Regions from separate parts of the Triticum aestivum genome. Here region 1 is linked to region 2. Evidence: chromatin contacts called from public Hi-C data. All regions are on one chromosome and are shown on one strand. The core of a region is the stretch at or near the end of the contact, and the rest is flanking DNA. Distances in the headings are between cores, read along the strand shown. Region 1 has its middle 190 kb from the start of LOC123181351. Region 2 holds the start of LOC123181347.

The links. Hi-C and Micro-C count contacts between places; a contact is called where the count stands out from the background.
Region 1: a contact with region 2 is called in a Hi-C map of leaf, with 3 times the contacts expected there. The contact joins the enhancer-like site here to the promoter of LOC123181347 in region 2. A contact is called at or near these places in 2 of 5 Hi-C or Micro-C datasets (both in leaf).

What each region holds. Positions count from the first base shown.
Region 1 is chr1D:259,142,633-259,149,493 of IWGSC CS RefSeq v2.1, reverse strand. No RefSeq gene overlaps it. Among protein-coding and RNA genes, the nearest start is that of LOC123181351, 190 kb to the left of the region's middle. Within about 2 kb of position 4,898, at least 2 of the 8 cell types and tissues checked have an H3K27ac peak or open chromatin away from gene starts, as enhancers often do. A contact at or near this core is called in leaf, where this site is marked.
Region 2 is chr1D:258,812,397-258,819,154 of IWGSC CS RefSeq v2.1, reverse strand. It overlaps LOC123181347, which reads left to right and starts at 2,736. Exons shown (of 10, transcript XM_044593606.1): 1 at 2,736-3,395; 2 at 3,963-4,044; 3 at 4,149-4,225; 4 at 4,329-4,396; 5 at 4,471-4,600; 6 at 4,679-4,946; 7 at 5,026-5,122; 8 at 5,231-5,355; 9 at 5,449-5,520; 10 at 5,637-5,992. The coding sequence starts at 4,329. The coding sequence ends at 5,782. It overlaps LOC123181349 (a long non-coding RNA gene), which reads left to right. Exons shown (of 13, transcript XR_006491645.1): 5 at 26-105; 6 at 189-322; 7 at 560-635; 8 at 712-1,016; 9 at 1,098-1,280; 10 at 1,351-1,482; 11 at 1,549-1,790; 12 at 1,875-1,950; 13 at 2,027-2,364.

The DNA of each region.
Region 1 (6,861 bases), core at 3,649-6,148, 330 kb before region 2:
ACAGTTTTTCATACTTTGCATTGGGTTTCTTTAGTTTTTTTCTTTTCTTATTTTCTTCCTTTCTCGGCTTTCTTGGGTTTCTCTTCTTTCTTGGTTTCCTTCTCTTTTTATCGTTTTTCTTGCTTTTCATTACACTTTAACAAGTTTCTCATACAACAGAAACATTTTTATATACGCGTTTGACATTTTTAAAATACATGATTTTTCATAAATCTTATATTGTTTATATCTATATTTTCCATACACATTGTAAATTTTTGGCATATATATTACATTTTTTAATACACATTTATATGTTTAAATACAAGCTTAACATTTTTTGAATACATGATCAACATTTTTTATGCATATTTTAAATATTTTTCTAATTTTTGGTTAGTATTTTTCAAATAAAATATTAACATTTTTAAATACATGGTCAACATTTTAAATATACTTTTAATATTTTTCAAAATGGTTGATTAATATTTTCAAATACAAAATTAACATTTTCGTAATACATGGAAATCATTTGTATACTCATTTAAGAAAATTTAAATGCATGATTAAGATTTTTCAAATGCTTATTTAATATTTTTAAAATACATGATCACATTTTTTATACACATTATGCTTTTTGATATTTTTTCGTATACATGAGAAATATTTTGTTTATATACAATAACATTATTCAAATGTTTAATGGAGAGAGAGAGAGAGAGAGAGAGAGAGAGAGTCTACATATAAAAAATAAAGCAAGAATTGAAAACAAAAAGCATGAACGAGGTTGTGGTCTCCGGCGAGTTAGGCCAACTCAATATGGCGCTCCCCCAGGTGAGGCTAGCATCCAACTCGCGTTGAAATTCTTGATGAAATTATATAAAAACATATTGAACGTCTACAAGTACATGTGATTTCCCATGATTTTTGAAAGTTCAAAATGTATTTTCATTTTACCAAACCAGGTTCATTTCAGCATTGGGTGTGGCACATTGAGTTGTTTGTATTATGCTTTTTTTTTGTTCCAATCATGTTCTCTTGAATATTTCATGATTGCTTTTAATTCATTATATTTATGTTTAGTTAGCCATATAAATAAGAATCGGCATATTTCATTTTGAAAACTACACACAGTCCCAATACACAGAATCTCCTCAAAACTAACTTTCTTGCCCCCCCCCCCCACACGGCCAAGTTTCAGCTCGACCTTCCTCCCAAAATCCTGTTGGTCCATCTTAAGAGCATCTCTAGCAGACCCCGCATCCCGCCGACCCGCAAAACGGTTTGCAGTTCGCGGAAAGACGGCTTTGCGGGCGGCGCAGACGGCCGCCGAGGCAGACCCCGCAAAGCCGACCCGTAGAAAAGGATATTCCCGGAATATACTTTTTTACGGGTCGGCTTTGCGGGGTCTGCTCTTGCGCCACTGCCACTGGCCCGCAAATATCAATGCCCCCCTCTTGTTTTCTAGTTTTGGGTTCTTTGATGCTCTTGACAAATATGCACCAAGGAGGGTATATACCATCTGCAAGATAGTACCCTTTTGTGTATTCATGCCAATTGATAGTGTAATTGCAAGCAGGAGCATCACCACTAGCAAGCCTAGCAAACAAATGAGACCATTGCAACACATTGATATCATTGAGAGTGCCCAGCATACCAAAGAAGCAATGCCAAATCCACAAATTCTCGGATGCTACGGCCTCTAGCACATTTGTTGCATCACGAGACTTGCCACAATACATTCCCTGCCATGCCTTCGGGCAAATTTTCCAAGTCCAATGCATACAATCAATGCTACCTAGCATGCCAGGCCAACCTCTCCTCTCATTAGATGCCATCAATTTCTTTGTGTCATCCTCGTTGGGTGCCCGAAAATATTCAGGACCAAAGACACGGATGATCACTTTGGCAAATCTACGCACTGACTCAATTGTGGTATCTTCACCAATGCGAAGGTACTCATCGGCATAGTCAGCCAGAACGCCATATGCAATCACCCGCATAGCTGCCGAGATTTTTTTTGATATGCACTAAATCCCTTTAAGCCCGCAACATTTCTTCTTTGAGTAAAATACCGACAATTTGCCTCGCAAGCTTGAACAATTTTCACAAAGAGGGATCGGCGCATTCGGTACCTTCTCCGGAAGAGGTGCGGTGGATATGTTGGATTCTCCGCGAAGTAGTCTTGCATCAACATCTCGTTCCCGAGATGGCGATTCCGAGGAATGCAAAGACGCCCGATGGTAGATCCTCGCCGCCTCTTCCGGTTCTCGTCTTCGTGCTCCTTCACGGCAAGAGCCATCACAAACGTCTGCTGCCGAAAGTTTGCAAGCAGCGTCTCAACATCCGAGGCACAAAGCACAAACAAACACTAACCGGCGGCTCGTGGGGCGGGTGATCCCGGGCGGCGACGAGGGGCGGGCTCGAGGGCGGTCGATCCCCGGCGGCGACAACGACGAGGGGCGGCTCTTCTCGCCGGATCCGAGGGCGGTGCAGCGTATCGGTGCTGGAGGGTGGGGGACGCCCCCGCGGCGCGATTCCGCCCGCAGATTTGGCCGGAATCGTCGGCGGCGGATGGGCGGAACCAATGGCTGGCGGCGGCGGAAGGAGGTGGGGAAAGGGTGCGGGCTGAAATGTCCCTCGCGCCAACCGCTTCATTGCGATACGGGGCACCGTAGGGGCGAGGCGGAAACCCACGTATTCATGGGTTGGGGCCGAGATTTTGCCGCGTCCCTCAAAAATTTTAATGGGTCGGCTGCGTTTGCGGGTCTGTTCGGACAAGATTTTCCGCGCCGACCCGCATTTTGACGGTTATTTTGCGGGTCGGGGCTTTTTTGCGGGGGTCTGCTAGAGTTGCTCTAACAGTTCGTTGAACCGGTAACTCAATTCCCCGCTGGTGTAACATTACTCTTTCCATTCCATTTCTTCCATGTGAACTATCAATATGTTTATAGCAACTTCTTTTTCCGTGTGAGTTCTGAAGCATGAAGAAACTGTTTTTCCACACACGCACACACACACAACACACACACACACACAAAAATCCACGAATAATGCTAGTTACCAAAGTAAAGAAGTCGGATATTCTTCAGCGTTGACGAGAGAACAAAACGACAGTGAATGTAAGTACAATTTCCCCGTGGACACACACCTGTTATGTTTGGTAAGATGGAAATTACGTTCCCATGCAGCAGTGCCCTCACACTCGTCAAATTTAGGATGTCTAATTTCATTCACTTGCACATATCTAGATAAGACTAGAAAGGTGACCACGTAATAAGCCAACACCAACACATGAAAGCTCTTTACAGGTGATGGCGCCCTCTGTTGCATCAGCATAAAAAAGACATGGTAGTATAATCTAATGGGGTATTAGGAAGTGTGAACTGTTTGCCGGCTATCTTTCTGACCCGTCGCGCTATGCTTATCCTGGCAAAAATTAGCGTAACAATGCTTTGCTTACGGCAGATGTGAGTGCCTTTGCCACTCCCCTGCCTACCAATGACACCATCTTCCTGTGATAGTTGATCAGTATCCCTTTGCTTTTGCGTGGAAACTTTCTTGGAGAAGCCATATGTCTCATCTTCTTGTCGAAGGCTTCTATGAATAAAATATATGCTGCAATGCACCATTTTATTTCTGTAGCAGATGGTGTTGTCTTATGTGCCTTCACTGCAGGACTTCACTAGGAAGGATTTTGTGTTCTGCTCTTACCAGTCAGTAGTAGGTCACCATGGCCGATATTTCTTAGGGAGGCCTGGCAATTCTTACTTTCTCAAACATGGGAATTTCGGACTTGTTGATTTCTTAACATCTAAGGGTCAGTGGTCGTTATTTTTTCAAGCCAAACAACAGGAAATTGTCAATGTTTAATCTATATATAAGTAGCACATCTGCATATGTTTGGGGATTCTTCACAGATCATGTTAGGCCATCGGTCGTAAGCGCATATGTTCTTCTTACATAAAGGCATGTAATGGGCAGGATATACCAATATATTTGCCCTTAAATCTCCGAGTTTCTATGCCTTGGAGCTACTGTTGTTGATCTAACAGAGAACGCATCAATCTATCTCTGGTTAGGAAAAGCTTGGATGCCATTTTACGCTTTCCGGTGTGTCCAGATGCAATTCCAGCTCCAAAGCTCGCCCTGGTTCAGCCGGGGACACCGGCAGAAAGCTAGTATTAGCTAGACGTGCGTGGGCCTGCGCTAGCATTTTCCCCGATCGAATAGATACCGGAAATAAACCTTTTTCCCGGGATTGCAGTGCAGATTTCTTTCTTTGTTTTGCGAGAGAGAATTGCAGTACAGATTTACCGGAACAAAGCACAAGGAGTCGCTTTCAGATAACAAGCGATGTCGCGGGAGAATCCAAACATTGTGCATTTTTCTTCAGAAAAGAAATGCGCCCACTTATGCATGTTTGGTTAAGGTGTAATAAGCATATATTCCTCGATGACAGGCTTTGCTTTCGGCAGATCATTTTTAGCTACGGTCTAACCAGAACTGCCAGTTTTGATGACACTGTGCATAGAATTCAATAGCTGTCGATTCCAAACCAGGGAACAAAAATGGAGGCCGCGATCGCCATTGTTCATGCATCGTTTCATCGTTGGAGAGGGCGGGGGGGGGGGGGGGGGGGGGGGGGGGGGGTCCTCTCTGAATTCCTAGCTATAAATAAATCCGAGAGGATAAAAAACCAATCCCGGGATATTCTTGTCCTGGAGGGCTCGGTTGACAGCAACCTATGCCCGACCAGTCTGGTCTCGAAGCACCTCTTCCGCCCCCGGGTGATGGCGGCGAGCTGGTCATCGTTTTCGTCCTCGAAGGTGAAAGCTGCGGCGTCGATTCGATGGAGCGCGCGGCCGCGGCGTTTCCGGGTGCAGATTTGTGTTCCGAGTATTCGTTTTTGACGCCAGATTTTGTACTATTCCAAGTAGCGGTGCAGGTGAGACTAGAGTCTACATCACACACCACCCTTCCACGCCTTCAAATACAGGCAGATGGCGACGCACGCTTATAAATGAACTGTGAAGAAGAGTTAGTAGTATTTTGTAAGCAATAGCCGTGCAGAGAGTTAGCTCGGAGGATGCGAACCACTCCAAGTCAGATACCCTGCTCGGCACGGAAATTATCCTTCGTTTGCTTGCGGTTGACATATGGCGCAACTAAGATTTAAGAAACCAGAAGCTTGGAGGGCTACCCTACTCCATGAAGTGCAAAATGTAAAGACGACAAGGCGGCACACCAATTTCGCGTGTGGTTTTCAAACACATGGAAGTATTTATAGTCCCTCGACTATGGCCGAAAAAACACTTCCTTGATATTTCTTTTTTGAAAACATAATCCTTGATTTTTTTTGCGGAATACATAATCCTTGAATCCGACTGTCACTATATATTTCCCCTTGATTTTTTAAACCGAACAAGTTTTATCCGTCTCTTATGCACGTGTGCCAGCACAGTCAACAACTTTTTTTGGGGTCAGTCAATCTGTGGTTGGATGGTTAAAAAGAAAGTGTTATCCCCAACACATTAGGGTTCAAGTCCTAAACTTACAGTGGTGCTTGCACTATTCCTGGATTTATTTCAGTCTTCCGATGATGTTTGTTCAGTGGGAGAAAATGTTTCCGTCGACTGCGAGGATTCTATGATGACTTTGTAAAATCTCAAAATGTTATGCCGACTCGGTCTCTCAAAAGTATTCATATGGATAGGATGTGTGTGCCTGCATTTATAGGAGTGAGTGTATTTTTTTTAGAGAAGGAGGTTAACCCCCGGCCTTTGCATCAATCGATGCATGCAGCCATCTTTATTAATTATTTCACAAAGAACTGACAAGAATATACATCAATCCACCCGAAGCCACCACTCACACCTATAGACTCGATAATGTGGAGTGCCCTCACTCCCCATATCTAAACCGGTGTCGTTGCCAATCCATCCACATAACGTATCGGGACCAACATCCGGTGCAGCCTACCTAAAACGCACACCACTTGCACACGTTTTAGGAACCGCCATCATCATCGGACCACTGATCCATCTTCAGGAGAGAGAGTCCGCATCATCCTTGCCAATCCGGACATCCGTTGACGCCACCACGGCGCTACCGCCCTGCGCTCGTCCGTCCAGACACGAAGACTCTGAAAGATCTGTCGTGCGTAGCACCTGCCAACCAGGCATGACTCAGCGTAGCACCTGTCGGCCAGGCATGACTTGACAGCTCCACCGAAGCTCCGTGCAAGAGGAAGCCGCTCCACCTCCTGCCTCTGTCTTCCAGCGCTGCTCCACAAATGATGCTCCCAAAAGAGAAACGGCACCGTAGTACCGCCATCGTCCGATCTGAAAGACCAGATCCTAGGGTTTCCCCCGAAGCAGGACGAGTTGGTCGACAACAGTTACACGACGATGCCTTCAAGGTAACGGCTAAAAACGCCGCCATCGCCTGCCAACGGCTCGGTTTTCACCGGCAACTATGTCTCCCCGACTCGTATCTGGGACTAGATGGCGAATCTCGAGATCCGGCCACCCAGCCACGGACCGACCACCTCTAGCGGAAGAGATGACCACCACTGTCGGTTGCACCGTCCAGAACAGATATGACTGGAGGTGCCACCGACGCTACCACCAGGCCCTCCACGCCGCCACCGCCGATCCAAAGGCAGATGGCGCGCCGCCGCCCGAACAGGCCTTGCCGCCGCGCCTGCGGCCCGCGCCGCCTCCGCCGCCGCCGCCGCGTCGCAGATCGGATCGGGCGCGTCTCCATGCGAATCGGGACTCAGCACAACCCCAGAGACACGGGAGAGAGGTGATGTCCTCCGCCATCGCCATCGGCCCCCGGGCTTAGACCGGCGGCGGCGGAGGGAGGGGAGGAGGGAGT
Region 2 (6,758 bases), core at 1,487-3,986:
AGAAAATGCCACTGGTATCTATCAGTAATCAATGTGAAGAAACGAGAGATACAGGTACTGGACTCGCTTGGAGTTGGAATGGGCCGCAGTGACCTCACTATGACGGTAAATGTCTGCTTATTGTGTTTTCCTCTATACATTACATTCTCTTTGCTCTAATATGTAGTGACAATTTTTCCATTTAATAGTTACAAGGACTTGACAAGCATCTAAAAATCGCATGTGATATGCCGGAGTTTAAGAGAGGTGATAGGTAGCAGGACCTCGATATTATGAATTGGACAGTCGTAGACAAGTTCCAAGAGCCAATCCAAACAGATAGGTATGATGAACACATCTCATAATCTGAACTGAATTATAGAGAAATTTATGATAGAATAGTAAGTCTTGTGAAAACATTATTGATGCAAAAAATATGGTCTTATTTGTTAGCCAAAACATTGAGGTAATAGATATACATTGGACAATAAATGGAGACATGTACAATCAACATTATTACTTGTTTAAATACTTTATTTATATTGAGATGAAAGCCTAAAGAAATATTTTGATATTGTAGCGCGTCATGTGGATTGTTTATGTTAAATTGTATGGAGTATTGGACTGGAGATATTTTGTCTGATAATTTCACTCAGGTATCTCTTTTTTCTTAATAGCAGATTTCATCTCAATGGTGCTTTTTAACAAATTATTTTTAATTACTATATGTAGGAGGACATGAAAGAATTTCGACGAAAATTAGCTGTCATATTGTTGGAGACAGAACTTAATAAGTTAAAAGGAAGTCCAATATATTATCGGACTGACAATGAAGAAAATGTATCTGACAATGAAGAAAATGTATTTGATTCTGATGTTGAGTTTCTGAAGGACCGAAAGCGTAAGCGGCAAGATTCACATGATGGAGCCGAAGACAAAAGCCCCCTTCGGAACCCCATCATGGCCGCGGACCCGCAAGATTTAGTTGATGAACTATGCAACCACATCATGTCAATTAATGATGCTACTTCCTTGGAGTAAGGAGCATGTCTAAGAAGTATAAAGTTTCAATATACACTATTACAATGTTACAATTATTAACTGTTATCTACATGAAGGAGTGGGTGCGAAGTTCTAAACCCCATCCGATAGGATTAAGTCTTAGAAGGATCCAAGGTATACTCCGCAGGGACCAGCCGTTGGACATTGATTGTTTCAACATGGCTATACGCATACTTGCAAGTGACGAGGCCTTACTGACAAGAGATCCTCCCGTGCGCTTTATGGATCTACAATTTTATGTAAGTTACCGCACATCACAAATTATTATTATCATTGTCACCATCATGTTCCTTAACCATTTTTACCCAGACGGCCGTGATTGAAGCTGCCCTCGCTTCCGCACGAGATTTAGATTCGCGGGTACAGCCAGATATTCAGGCGCTAGCATCATTGCTTCGTAGCTCGACTGAGATAGACCACACCATCTCATCATGCAATTGGGTAAGTTTGGTCTATTTTATATGGTAGTCGTGATTAACATTTGTTCTAAATGAGTGTTACTTGTAGATATTGCTTCCTCATGCATTCCTCGGCCACTTCATCTTGTTCGCAATCGACAAACATGCCCGTCAAGTATCTATTTTGGACCCACTTATTCCGTCCTTATCTTCAGAGAGATATGCATTAAAATTTCAGAGGGTTGCATTCTACCTGAATGATGCACTCGAATTAGCACAACCGGGTTGGAAGTCTGATACATTTTTCTGGCCACGTAAATCACCAATTGATGTTCCGACGAGCGTAGACCGGTAAGTTACTCTGAAAATCAATATGCACATTTTATATTTATTGTCATAACCTCCCAAGATAATGATAGGTGTATTCATCTACAGGGATGAATCTGGTTATTTTGTTTTCAATTTTATGCTCTCATGGCATGGTAACAAATTTGTTCGTCCAATTTGCACGGTGCGTATTCTATATTACACGTTCATAAAAAGTTTGAAGCGAAATTGCATGCTAACATCATACATTGCACATGCAGGATGGTTATCAGTTAAGAAAGAATTTGTTGATACACTTGCTCGAGTATCATGCGAATGAAGCTGAAGACAATACCCCGTATGATGTACGAGAAATTCTCAAGTGCCTGAAGTAGGAAGTTAATAAGAGATAATAAACTGGACTTGATCTCTACGCATCGGTAGTCAGACTATAGTTTCATTTTATCAGAATTTATTTGTTCATCTCCATGGATTTGTTTTCCGTATTTGCCATATGTTGTGGCTATTTATTTATAAGCTTTTGCGATGCAATATGTATTGGAGGGGGAAAAAGTTGAGCTTCATCTGAAGACAGATGCACTCATTATCTTATTTTCAATTTTATGCTCTCTGGGATGGTAACAAATATATGCAAAGGCATGTAAATTTCTTTCCCTCTGTTATAAAATCTCGGTCGGTATCTACCGACACAATATTTACTCTTCGAAAAAAAGTCTTGGGCAATATGCACTTAGCCTACGAATCGCCCCCAAAATGCAAAGAAAAAACGAAACAGCTTCACGCACGATACTTGTGCCCGACCTGTGCACGACAAGCAAATCCAGTGACTACTGCTGTTCTCAGTCGTGTAAGCATGTGCGGCTGGATTCCATCGTCGTTTAGCTATCGTGTAATTTTTGTCGTGTGTATAGCACCTCTCAGGAAAAAAAGACTCGGCCTGCGAACCGATTAAAAAAAGTGGAACTGTTTCCTCCCCCGGACGAGAGACCAACAAGCCCGTCCGCCGTCGCATGGCGATACGCGTCCCGGTCCGCCGCTCCAAGCCGATCTGCTTCCCCGTCCGCCGCCGCAGGCCGATCTGCTTCCCCTCCGCCGCGGCACCTCTTTCCCCGCCCACCCCCTTTACCCCCCCTCCCCGATTTCCTCCATGGCAACTAACGGTCAGCTCGAAACTGGCAACCGCCGGTCAGCGTTGCTATGTGATCGTGGAGCTCGTCGATGGTGGAGCTATGGCAGTTATCTCCCCACCCCGCATGATAAAAAGGTGCAAACCTCCCTTGTCTTCAGTTCTCCCTCATTCTCTCTTCCTTTTTACTCATCGGGCCACCGCTGCCGTCTTCACCTCGCGCCGGCATCAGCAGCGGCAGTGGAGCGGACGACGGCTTCGTGCCTGCCCTCGGTGCGTGGTGAAGGGGCGGTGGCGGTCGACGTGATTCGGCTGGGTGCGCGCGACACCGCGTGTGGCGCTGCTCCGACTCGCGGTGCGTGGACCAGGCCAGACTCGCCGCATTCCGGTCACGACGCGCATCCAGCTCTACTGCAACTGCCGCTTTTTATCATCCACGGTCACCTGCGACATTCCACATACAGGCCAGGTCTAAACAGAGAAGTTACCTGCCACACAACAAGGTAACATACATTCCCGCCAATCAGTTTCTTTGGATGTAATGGAAACAAATAATGCATGAGAGAGATATGGAGCTCAGCTCTTTCCTTTAGCAATCTATGCTTCTCCAAGTAAATCCTTGCATCTTAGAGGCTTGAACCAACGTTGCTTCATTTCTTGATAGCAGTTTTCTTTTAAATATTATACTACCTGAATGCCCGTGGTTCAGTTGTTATATTCATACTATGCATACATAAATTCAGCCATTAAAAAAATTAATCTGAGAGCCAGCATGTGCATACCTTAACAATTATTCATTGATTCTTCCCGCTAAGCTTTATTAGCTGCAAGTGAAATGGTGGGAGAGCACTCGTCGCCATGGCCGAATCTAGCGACAAAAGAACAATTTTCACTTCTCAAAGAGCAATTTTCACTTCTCAAAGATGTTCTTTTACTTTGGCAGCTGCAGGCCACATATATATTAGTAGTCCTGTTGTACAACTTTGATGAATTTTCCTTTTCCAAGTTATTGTTGGTCCAGTTATTGGCCTCTCTAAAAACATTTGTTTTCACATGTCCTTTGCTCCCAGGAAATCTGGTTCAAGCTCTACTGTTGTTTTATAGGAGGAAGTTGGAGGCGGCATTCGAAAATCCAGCAAGTTCTTCTTCTGGGTATGAAAAAAAAATGACTATAGATTTCGTGGTCTGCCATTGCTTTTCTATTTCTTTGTGTTCTTATTGTATCGGATGGCATGATTGACATCTATTTCAAAAAGTCCATATACTTCAGCAATTGACAGATTTTGCTATCATACAAGTCAATAACAATAGGCATCGATTGCAAACTTTAGAGGTACTATGCATGTGTGTTAGAATTTTATTGATTTGTATCTATCCTTATTGCCACTCTATTGCTTCCAAATTTAAATGTGACATATTTTGTTAAACTGTATTAGATGGCGCCAATTAATCTTAGACGTCAGCGAACATTTGCAAACTTCACAAAAAACCCAGTTGAGCCTAGGTAAGTTTAACATGCTTTCTCATATTTGAAAGAAAAGGAAAACCCTGTTAGCTAATTTAAGCTATTTGTTATAGATTCATAGACTTCGACGACATCGAATATTCTGATACATTCAGAACTTGTAGCATCTGCGTGAGGGTAGATGTCAAATTCCCGGTTAATCCGAGTGGTGATAAGCTTCACTTCATTCTTATGGACAAAACTGTAAGTCTCAAGCATGTTAGATTGCTAAAATAGACATTTGTTTTATCATCATCTAACATTTCCTAAAACAATTCTAAGGGTGCCAAAATCGAGGCTATAGTTGCCGGAAAAGATTTAGTGAATAGATTCAATATTACATTGCACATGGGTCGTAAGTACATCATTCATGGTGTTACTATGCGGCCTAACTTTGAAGAACTGGAGTGTAGATACATTCAACACACATATGAGTGTTCCTTCAACGCAAGGACATTTGTTGAGTCTCTCTCACTTCAATTTCCAACATATCCCAAGCATTTGATGCCGTTCCAAGAAGTTCAGAGGTGTCCAAGAAACACTTTCGTAGGTATGCATTCAAGCATATAATACTTACTAACATAGAGATAATCTTGGTATATAATTTTGACTAATGATAATTGACCCAGACATAATTGGCATAGTCGTTCATTATGATGGACATGAACGCATTGGGGGATACCCAGGTGCTGAAATACATAGAGAGGTCACCTTCATGGATATGTGGTATGTGTAGTTGGTACATAATAGTTCCAACTCTTTTATACCGAATAATCGAAATTAGTTCAAAAAGTCCTTGACATGGTTACCATTTTAAAAAATTCCACATTGTAGGGGCAAACTTATAGTTTTTGGGATTTGGGGTGGCAACTTGATTCAGAACTCATATAGGTGGTCAACAACTGAAGGCAATAAATCTATTGTCCTTGCCACTATGCTTCGTAAGGATTGCAAATACGGTAATTGAAGCATCTATACCAATACATGTATTGCATATTCTAAGGAAGTGTATTGTTATGTCAACCTAAATATTTTTTTTATCTTGGCAATAGGAAATCTGGAAACTTCAAATTACACCACCCTTGCATTCAACCCGGATCATACTGCAGCACGCGCACTTGATGGTGAGTAGTTATGACTTAATATCAACTAAAAATCAATTACTTACGATTGTTATTAACATATGTAGACAAATTTTAAATATTATTAAATGCAACATTTATAATATATATTTTTGCAGATATTCGCCAGAAAATAATAGGTGGGTTGATTGATATGAAGTTTGTTCAGCAATTTATTGAGTGGAGGTGGGCTTTCCTAGCAAGCGAGTTGTCTACAAAGGATCCCCGACACAGGATGTATACAAAGAAAGCTCGGCGCATGTAGTAGAGATAGTAGACATTGGTTATGCCTATTATGCATGATTGTGTGTTTCAATTTGTAAGTGTAGTTATCACGTACTTGGTTTGTATGTACTATGTAGGTGACTGTTTCGTCATATTTGTTTGTGTCTATGGTGTTTTAAGGGATGTGCTAATTTCACGGATGATTTAGTTATTATCTACATTTAAATACAAGTTTGTCCATGTTCATAGATTTTGAATTACCTATGACATTGTTTTTTTGTCAAAATATATTCTATAAAAAGCACTCATTTAAAATATCCAAGTCCATGCTATCACTTTGTCGAGTAATCTTTTCACATCATATACTTCATATTTTGTGTGTCCGTGGCAACGCACGGGCATTCAACTAGTAGAAAGATAAAAGGGACAAAAGTACTCCTTCCGTCTCATGATATAAGACTTTTTTTCAAGCTATGTAAAAAGCACACAAGTTTTGTAGTAAAAAGCGTCTTATATTATGGAACAAATGGAGTATATAATAACTAAAAGATACATCTCGCGTTGCCACGGGCTTTTGGCTTTGTAGAAAGCACACAATAACATACAACATGATTTTTTTTTGAACAAAATGAAATAAATGAGTGCACTATAAACTATAAAGAGAATAAAATATAGAGAAAATATCAAGTCTAGGATCATTAAGAACTCAAGATGCATGTTGAATTATCTTCAACTTACCTCGGATACAATACAAAACATGTTCCTGGATTCTCATTTCCGCAAGTATAAATAAGTCAACAGCAAGAGCATGCATGCAATCCAGCAAAACGCCCATCACATGCTATATCAGAACTAAAGTTTGATTCAGTAGCTCTGTTCAACCCGCCTTAGCTTACCAGTTGTTCGGATGAGTAGCCAATCAATGGGGAAAACAAAATCTACTCTTTTTAAAGATGGCTTTTGTGTTTGGTGTATTTGAGATTGAATCCTATATCTATATGATGCCCACGTGCGTC